Regions from separate parts of the Sus scrofa genome. Here region 1 is linked to region 2. Evidence: chromatin contacts called from public HiChIP or PLAC-seq data. All regions are on one chromosome and are shown on one strand. Each heading gives the region's core, a stretch centred on a gene start, on an enhancer-like site or on the middle of the called end of the contact. The rest is flanking DNA. Distances are from core to core; before and after follow the strand shown. Region 1 holds the start of PDLIM3 (PDZ and LIM domain 3). Region 2 holds the start of CCDC110 (coiled-coil domain-containing protein 110).

Region 1 (4,964 bases), core at 278-2,777, 43 kb before region 2:
GACCTATACCAGGCAGACAATGGAGACAAACAGACCTGGGTTTGTGATCTCAACTGTGTCACTTATTAGCTGTATGATCTTATGCAAGTAACTCAACTTCTAAGAAATTACTTCCTCTACTTGATTTAAAAAAAAAAAAAAGAAATAATAACAGCAACTGATGGACTTGCCATGAGGATGAAGATGACATGGGTAATGCAATCACTAGAGGACCTGGACCATGAAGATGCTCAGTGAATACCCAACCCCTCCTTTTCCTCTAAGCAGTTTCATCCTGTCTAGACCTCTTGTGGGAGCCACACAAGACAGTCTCAACTCCTAGGTTTCTGTTATACTCATCACTCATGTGTCAAAAACATAAGTTTACAGCCTGAATTTGAGGGAAGTGACAATTACTCCAAACAAAATTAAACTATACTTTGAGTATACTGACAAATCATCTTCTCATACATACTTTCAGATGGTTTATTGGACTGAGTACCTTTGTGTGACGTTTTCACTTTAGATTTCTTTATTTTTAAAAATAAAATTTTAGGGAGTTCCCGTCGTGGCGCAGTGGTTAACAAATCCGACTAGGAACCATGAGGTTGCGGGTTCGATCCCTGCCCTTGCTCAGTGGGTTAACGATCTGGCGTTGCCATGAGCTGTGGTGTAGGTTGCAGATGCGGCTCGGATCCCGTGTTGCTGTGGCTCTGGCATAGGCTGGCGGCTAAAGCTCCGATTTGACCCCTAGCCTGGGAACCTCCATATGCCGCGGGAAGTGGCCCAAAGAAATAGCAAAAAAAAAAAAAAAAGACAAAAAATAAAATTTTGGAAATCCTGTGGAATCAGATTGTTATGATCATTATACAACTACAGATGTGATAAATTCATGAGTAATAAAAAAATGAAAAAAAACTAAAAAAACTAAAAATAAAAATAAAGATAAAATTTTAATGTATTTGTATTAATGTATATTACATATACCTACGAATATATCTGACCGTATTACTTAATTGCAGAAAGGCTTGCTATTTGCTGAGCACTCCTGCTGTGCCAGGCACTGTGCAGAGATGGCTCATTTAATTCTCAGATCAACCCTACCACAGATGTACCATCATTACCCCTATTTTACAGATGAGAAACTGAGGCTTAAGGACGATAAGTAATTTAACCAAGACTACACAACTAGTAAGGAAACTTTAGCACAATCAAAATTGTAAAATAACCATTTGCATTGATGATGCTTGTGGTTTTTTTAGTTGAAAACATAGAGGTTGTGGCTTAACAGCTGCGGCTTACAGTCGAATGAAGCTCACTGCTGCTCTCCAAGCAGAAGATAAACTGGAGGACAGGTGTTTCTTTAAGAGAGTAATGAGAATTGTAACCCAAAGCCTCCTCCAGCGGCCGCCCAAGAGGTCTGGGAGGCTGCGCCCGCGGCGGCCGGTGAGCGTCTGTAAACTCCGCGGGTCTGGCGCGTCTTTCTTCCAAAGTTGGAGCTCTCCTTGGTGGGAGGGGGAGGGGAGGAGGGGAGGCCGGTGACGTCACTCGGGAGCAGGGATAAAGCTCCTGGGCCGCGGTCCCGCGAGGACACTGCCCCGGGATCAGAGTGGGCTTTCCCGCCCCGGGACACTCGCTGCACCCCCGCCTGAGGAAGGCCGTGCACCATGCCCCAAAACGTGATCCTGCCGGGCCCTGCGCCCTGGGGCTTCAGACTCTCGGGGGGCATAGACTTCAACCAGCCCTTGATCATCACCAGGGTAGGTGTTTACCGATCTTTTGCTGCAGGTCGGAGACTCTGGAGTGCCGCGGGTCCCCCTGGAAAGGAGAGTGGCCAGTGAGCCACTGGGGTGCTCTAGGTGGGTCCTCAGCCTCGGGATGGGGTCACAGCCCAAGGGACGGCAGCATCTTGGCAAACTAAGGTTTGGAAGATGCAGAGCAGCTTTGAGAATTAACCAAGTCAGTTGCAATGGTCTCTGCAGCCTCTTGGACCCCAGCAACTTTCCGAGGAGAGGTGAACTGATAGCGTGGTTTCTCTGGGCTCAGAGAAGGCTAGGCTGTGAGGTGCGCTGCCTTTTTGTCCTTTACTCCCGGTCTCCTTTCAGTAACAAACCAGGTGGGGTCCAGGAAGAGAGACAGAGAACTGACAGTAGCCATGGTGGTTGGAGCAGAACAAACGCCATCTGAATGCCTTCTTTGACTGGATGAAAACTTCAGCAGGGCACAACCTGGGCCGGCCAAGTCGGAACTGCTCATATCAGCCCAGACAGGGAACATATTACTAATCCGTATTCCTGGGTTTCCAGGCATTTTGAATAAATATTTTCCAAAGCTAGAATTTGGCTTAGAAATCATCATCTATAACTCAAACTAAAAAGAAAACGTGTCAGATAGTTTTGTTTACTTGATGGAGGACCATCACTCAGCCTAAAACTCTGAAGGTCATACTTCAGTATCAAAGTCAAGCTTTCCTGACTTGATATTCTCTAAAGTATTGTCTAATTAGGAACAAAAGAAAATGGAAACTTCAGCATCTGTCCTGTCAGTAACTTTATAGTTGGTCTACCTGATTTTTTCAACATGTGTTTACTTAACAGAAAATTATTGTTTTTATTTCAGTTACCACATATAAAGCATATTGAACCTAATTTTAAAAGCAAACTTTCATAATATTTGTACCTTTACTATGCTTTATTTTCCTTCCTTACTGCTTATAATGTATTTCATAACTATAATTTATAATCTGATACATTCACATAAATTTTAAGCAAGGTGATGCCTTTTATATTCCATTGGACTTAAGAGTTTTAAGAACCAGTGTCTTTTGGGTTTCAAAACATGTTTCACACAGATGCATACCATGGACCATTTCAAGCTTTGTTTTACATTTTCAAAAACATATAAACACATCTGACATGTGTTTTCATAAAAACTTAACATACCCCCCAAAAGTTCCTAAGTAAATTAGGCAGAAAATGGTTCAGTGATCTGGGCCAAGCAATGCCTTTTATGGATTTACTAAAGAAAGCAGTTTCCATTATCTCTACCAAAAAATATTTTTAAAGTTTCTAAAGTATAGTTTTCATTTGTTTAAATTAAATAAGCTTTTGAATCCTAACAAAGGATAAATCAGATTTATATTAAATCCTAAGGAACTAATTTTGTCACAAAAGTCCTTCAGTGATTTATAAAAGAAATATCTTGCTATTACTGTGCAACATGTCAATATGATGAATCTTATGTTTGAAACGTTGAGTTGCTGACATTATCAACAGTGTTTATTTGAAAGCAGAACTTACATTTTGGAGTTGACTGCAGGAGCTATTGGTAAATACATTTGATATAATGACAGTTATTATTTGGGAAGCCAATTCTGTTTGAATTTTTAACCCATAACTAAGTTGCATCACTCATATTGACACCTGATTCAATAATCCCACACAACCATATATGATTATTTCATTTGACTATGGCTCTTCTCTTCAATTAACTTAAACTCAAGGAGAGCAGGTAAAACTAAACTGTTTTGTATTCCAAGTGTCCCCAAAGCCATTCACACAGTGGATTCTTGCTGAATAAATGAAAACATATTCACTTGCACTTTTTTGCCTTAGTGGACATATAACTGAAAATATTTCCACTGAAACTATAAGAATACTAAAAAAATCATTTGGAAAAAGACTATATATTACACAAAAATAATTATTAGTGTTGTAATGAGGTAGTAGAATAATTGTTAATTTCATAATTTTTATACTGTGTTGAAAGGCAGTGAATGAGGTTGTATATATGTTAGCATATTTTTTTTGCCTGCCATGCACTCTTCTAAACCCTTTAGTTGCACTAATTCACTTAAATCTCACAATAATCCTCTAAGAGTAGTAGTAGTAATATCCCTTTTTGCAGATGAGAAGAATGAGGTTTCAAGAGATTCATTAACCTGCCAATGACCACAAGTGGCAGGACAGAATCTGCCAGGTCCATCTGCCAAAGTTTGCATCCTAAAGCCCCCACACACATGAAAAAATCTGCTTATTGTACAGATATTTCCAAATAGGTGTTTTGTGCCATCCAACTTACCACCTGGTCCTACTGAGTCTATGTCTTCAAGATATACCACTTTACTTTTTTTCTAGCATTGTCCCTAGTCAAGATTTTATAATTTAACCCTTAGATGCTGTCTGCCTCTCCAATTCAACCTGCATGTTCACCATACATATGAAATGGTTGATTGCTCCCATCTTTCCCATTCTTAGAAATTCTTCAATGGCACCCCCAATTTATAGAAAAGAGAATGTGTGGTCTTTAGCATGGTATTCGTGCCTTTGACCCGCTATCCCAACTCAAGTTTCCAACTTCATTTCCTCCCTCTCTTCCTCCTCTCTCCTTTCTTCCTCACTCCGTAAATAGGTACTGGTGCTGATACTCTGGACCACTTATGACTCCTCTAACATGGCTTTTCTCCTGCTATCATTTTTCTCTAGAATTCTCTTCCCCAGTCACCTCATTGTCCTCTGTGCCTATGGAAACCATTCAAATACTGCCCCTCCAGCCTTCTTCCAGTGGCAATCATTGCCTGCATTTAATTACTATAGCTTTTGACCTACAACCTCTCCTTATATCGTGCCTTGTACCACAGATGTTGGGATACATCTGTTTCCAACAGGCTGCATTCCCTCCCCTCAGGGCTAGAACTGCCAAACACAGTGTCCAGTAAATCATAAATGTTATAGAATAAATATAGACACAATATGAGTGATTAATTCACCTTTGGCATAATTTTATTGTCATAATATGTGCAGATTTGTCCTCAGTAATAGTCCACAGTAAAAAAAAAGTAAGAATTGTGTTATTATTCATTGATTTGTCTGTTTTAGATAAATTCTTAAGTATGCAAGGAACTGAAATGCCAATGCCTACACTTTTTTGCTCAAAAAAGTCCCCTAAATGAGTTGTATTCCTCAAGCCAATTAAATGAATTTCTG
Region 2 (5,044 bases), core at 2,307-4,806:
TTTCAGAGAGTTTAACTTTGGTACAGGGCCAAACAACTAGGAGTTAAAAACAGCATTTAGACTCATTAATATTCCCTACTAATAAGTAATATGGCTTGGGACTCTATAAACCTATGAATTCTAAACATTAGTATAATTCTCTGTTGTATCGTTTTACTTATTTCAACATTAACTTACAGTCTATATTTGCCTCTTTATAATAAAAACCATCTCTTCTGTGAGTGCTAGGGAAAGGTAATGTGGAATAACAAAAATATTAACTAATGATTTAAGTAAAGAGTAAGTAAGAAGACTGTCATGAAAATAGCTCTGGATAAGGACAGGACTCTAGAAGTTCTTGTGTGGGTCAGTGGTAATGAACCCAACTAGTATCCATGAGGACTCAGGTTTGATCCCTGGCCTCGTTCAGTGGTCAGGGATCTGACATTGCTGTGAGCTGTGGTGTAGGTCACAGACCTGGCTCAGATCATACGTTGCTGTGGCTGTGGTATGGGCCAGCAACTACAGTTCTGATTGGACCCCTACCCCGGGGACTCTTATATGTCACAGGTGCAGCCCTAAGAAAATAAATAAATAAATAAATAAATAAATAAATAATTTTTTAAAATAAAAGGACTGGACTTTAACTGCAGCTCTGGCATTGGACTTCAACTTCTTATTTGCAGAAAGAGGGAGATGGACAGGACAACTCCTGGGACCTCTACCAGCTCAAAAGTCCCTGATCTGTTCTTGACATTGTCTTTATTGGTGTTAACTCACTGATCATTCCATTTAGTGAGGGAATGCTGTCAGTGTGGCCAAGCTCCTGGTTCAATTTAGAAGTTTCATTTTGTCCCCTGGTCACCAATACCACCTCTGACTCATGTCATAGCTCACAGCTGAAGTTAAGCAAGGACTATGGATTTATTACTGCAAACTCATTATGCAAACTATTGCCTTTGGAATGGATAAGCAAGGAGATCCTGCTGTTTAGCACTGGGAACTATATCTAGTCACTCATGATGGAGCATGATAATGTGAGAAAAAGAATGTATATATGTATGTGTGACTGGGTCACCTTGCTGTACAGTAGAAAATTGACAGAACACTGTAAAGCAGCTATAATGGAAACAAAATTAAAATCATTTTTACAAAAACTCATTACATATTCTAAGTATCTTTATATAGCAAGAGAAACACACTGTTATTACTAATGTGTGACTGAGTGGCCTGAATTAGTGCAGTTTCTTCAGTATCTAAAAAAGCATAAAGCAGCTTTGCATCAGGAAGAAGAGGGTCACATACTTCAATCTGAACTAAAGTCTTGAAGAAGCTACAGAGACTCTGACTGCTCTATTTACTCAAACCAATAAACACCTACATACCCTTAGGGAGCTCCACAAACAGAGCACTTATCTGACCTACATGCCATGCGTTCCCCTTTGCTCAGGCCTTGGTCAGAGGGAGGAAAGCTCTCCAACACCTTTGAAGAATGGCCAAAACTTCTCGAGTTTGAAAAGACTGTGAGCCCCTCTGTCTTCTTCATCCAACCCATGCCCATGCTCTATTCCTCAAGTTCTCTTTCCAACTTATTTTTCCCACCCAGCCTTTCTGAATCTCCGACTCGTCTCAGCCTGCAAGCATGCTCAAGTACTCCACACCATCCTAAAAATATCTCTTTCCCTAACATCTATTCCTTCTCAGGCTATCCTGATATTTCTCTGTCTATCCCTTAGCACACTAGACTTCATACAGGTACATCAACTCACGTTCTCAGAATCCCCATTATACTGATGTTAATAAGTCCCCTTAAAGCAGCAATCAAATTCCTAAGAGCCAAAGCTAGTGGCTATTCTTAGTGATTTGTGGGGTTCCATCTCCTATATAGACAAAATTAGGTTAAAACTAATTCTATAAGAAACATAGAGGAAGCCTGCTGTGGATATGCATTTGCACCAAGCCTTTGAGCTGTCAAAGGCCCACTACCCATCCAAGACTTCCTAAGTCACCAACACAGTGCTTCTCTGACTAAAGCACTGACCTTATGATAACTGCCCAAATTTGTTATATTTTAGGAGTGGTTTGGTTACTTTTTCACACTACTACAGATCTCAGCTATGATTAATGATAGCCTTGTGATCTCAGATTTTTAAAAAGATCTTCTGAAGCTAAAAAACAACAAAGTATTTTAGTCTGGTAATAAATTGCTAAGAATAGATTTGACTAGCTTGTTTTTGTGCAAGCTCTTGAATTTGTTCCAGATTCTTGAATCTGCAGCTGTTAGTCAACAGGTGAAAATGGGTTCTCTAAGAGGAGCCACTAGAAGATTCTGAAATATTGTGACTCACAGATTAAAAAAAAAAAAAAAAAAAAAAAAAAAAAAAACTGGCAGTACAGATTTTAATTCCAACTTTTAGCAATGAAGCTCACAATAAAAAATAAAGCAGACATTTTCAGGGAAGTTGTTGGACTGCCAACAACTACGGAAAGAGAAAGCATATCTGACAGGAAATGTGCCCCCATCTATCTAACATGAAGGCAAATGAAACAGAAAACCTCTCCACAATGAGAAAGTAGTACAGGTGATGTGTGACACCATGGCAGGAAATAAGAACTTCCAGTTCCAGCATTAATAATTTATACCTCCTCTATACTTTTGGAAAATTTAGATGAAATATTATCCTAGTTCATAAAACCATAACTTATGGGTCTTAAATTTTGAATTTTCAATTATTTTATATTCTATCTGTAATGGTTGTTCTCACAAGATTAAATAATATATACTCATTTAAAGCTTTTACTTAAAGAACTCTATTTAAGTTTTGACTGACACATCATGCCAACCAGTTCTCAGCTGAACAAGCTCCAGCTTTCAGCACAACATCCATCTTTTGGCAGGCAGTTTATCCAAGTGTATAGGAAATCAGCATGTTCTACAAATGAAGATCTATTCTGCGACAGCTCTAATGTGTGTGTACTTTTTGTTTGTTTGTTTGTCTTTTTGCCTTTTCTAGGGCCGCTCTCGCGGCATATGGAGATTCCCAGGCTAGGGGTCTAATCGGAGCTGTAGCCACCGACCTATGCCAGAGGCACAGCAACACCAGATCCAAGCCATGTCTGCAACCTACACCACAGCTCACGGCAATGCCGGATCCTTAACCCACTGAGCGAGACCAGGGATGGAACCCACAACCTCATGGTTCCTAGTCAGATCATTAACCACTGCACCACGACGGGAACTCCGTTTGTGTACATTTCAAGTTATCTTAAGCTCATTACTGGAAAGAGGGGTCTTCTTTTAAGCACAGCAAACATAAGTCCTTTCACAATATTGGTCTAGGACCCTTTGAACCCCCAATCGCTGAAACTAATCGGAGGGATGCATTGAAACAAGAACAGAATAAAACAACGAAATGGCGATCAGACAAGGGGAGGTTCCTGGGGGGTTGTGTGTCCCCAAACATTCCCCTCTCTCCACACAGCTTCGGTCTAACAGATACTGTGTTAATCAAGAGTCTGCTCACGATGAAGTTCTGGGTCAGCAGGGGAGACGAAAGGGGAGGGGAGAAACGTCCTAATGAACTTGCCTCTGGGTTTGGGGGGCAAAGCAAAGCTGGGACCTTCCCACCGCGCAGCTCTAGCAGGGCGAACATCAGGTACTCGGACCCGCGACTTCAACTCGCAACTTCTTCCTCCCCCATCCCCCACCCAGGCGCGGGCCACTGCCGCTCGAGGAGTCCCGGCCACCACGTTACCAAGCAACAGGCTGCCAGAAGCAACTGAGCAGAATGCCAGGGGTTAGGGAAGTCGGTTGGGAAGAGAGCCTGAGCAACAGAAATGAGCCCAGGTAAGAGCCAGGCCGGGAGCCGGCCCTTGGGGGGACGGTCTAGGAAGTGGACCGGTGGTAGTGGAGGGCGCCGCCTCCCCAGCCGCCTCTCCCTCCACACGGGTCCTGTCCGGAGAGCGAATCTTCCAGACTCGCTGCACAGCTCGCTCACCCCGGGACGGAAAGCACCGCCTCCCTCCCCCAGCCCGCCTGGCTTTGGTCTGGGAGCCACCAGTCCCGCCGCCCCAGCGTGGCTCCAGCGCGCCCTCCGGTGGCGGCTCAGGGCTCCCGCGTCCCGAATCCCCAGGCCTTGCCTCTTCTCCCAACAGAAAAGCATCCTGAGGAAGAGGATGAGGTGGCCTGCGTTCTCCTTTCAGCGTCCAAGATCCTAAATTCCTCTGAAGGGGTAAAGGAAAATGGTGGCAGTGAAAAAGGTAAAACCTTCCAGGTCAAGGCTCGGATGGCAGTGAAGTTTCTGCCTTTTACTACAGGCAGCCAGTACATTGCCTAAATCCACTGCCCACCTGGTGTAGTTCCACTAACTACTCATATAATAATAAACTAACACCGCTATCTGGCATTTACTTTGTGCCAGATATTGTTCTAAACACTTTAATCTATCAACTTATCTAATCTTCACAACCCTATGAAGTCAGTCTACCATTTTCCTCCTATTACAAGTGGGGAAACAGGCACAGAGAGGTTGTTTTATATATATATATATATAGTTATATACAAAAGTAAAATTATATATATATATATAACTATGTATATAACTGGGTTATTTTTCTGTACAGCAGAAATTGACAGAACATTGTAAATCAACTATAATTAAGAAAAAATTAAAGGAAAAAAGACCCAAATGTTAAATAATAGATTGAAACACAGCTGAGCGTCCTATTTTGTTAAAAAAAAGAAAAATTAAGTTTTTTTTTTTTTAAAAGAGCTGCAGTTTTTAAGCTCCATAGAAATCATGAATAAGATGTGTGTAAATACCCAGCCAGGAGGGATCTGAGAACACTGAAGTTGAAGTCTCATTCCCTGGAAAGAAGCCTTAGGAGGCTACATACCTCAGAGGGGGCTGGTGTTCAGCATGACACTCCAGGGGAGTAGCAGAGTACTGTGGGCAGAAGGTGACATCTAAACTGATGGGCCAGGTTGCGATCTGACAGTTGCTCACAGCCCATAGGGGACATGCAGGTGACCCAGATGCAGAGGTGCCAGGAAAAGCAGTGAGGT

The links. HiChIP or PLAC-seq counts read pairs in DNA pulled down with a chosen protein or histone mark.
Region 1: an H3K27ac HiChIP or PLAC-seq map of skeletal muscle shows a contact between it and region 2. The contact joins the promoter of PDLIM3 here to the promoter of CCDC110 in region 2. A contact is called at or near these places in 1 of 47 Hi-C or Micro-C datasets (skeletal muscle) and 1 of 2 datasets of contacts at active chromatin or transcription factors (skeletal muscle).

What each region holds. Positions count from the first base shown.
Region 1 is chr15:46,543,109-46,548,072 of Sscrofa11.1, reverse strand. PDLIM3 (PDZ and LIM domain 3) reads left to right here and starts at 1,527. Exons shown (of 8, transcript NM_001001637.1): 1 at 1,527-1,739. The coding sequence starts at 1,647. It also overlaps a transcript of C15H4orf47 not described here.
Region 2 is chr15:46,502,188-46,507,231 of Sscrofa11.1, reverse strand. CCDC110 (coiled-coil domain-containing protein 110) reads left to right here and starts at 3,556. Exons shown (of 7, transcript XM_021075584.1): 1 at 3,556-3,826. The coding sequence starts at 3,817. It also overlaps a transcript of C15H4orf47 not described here.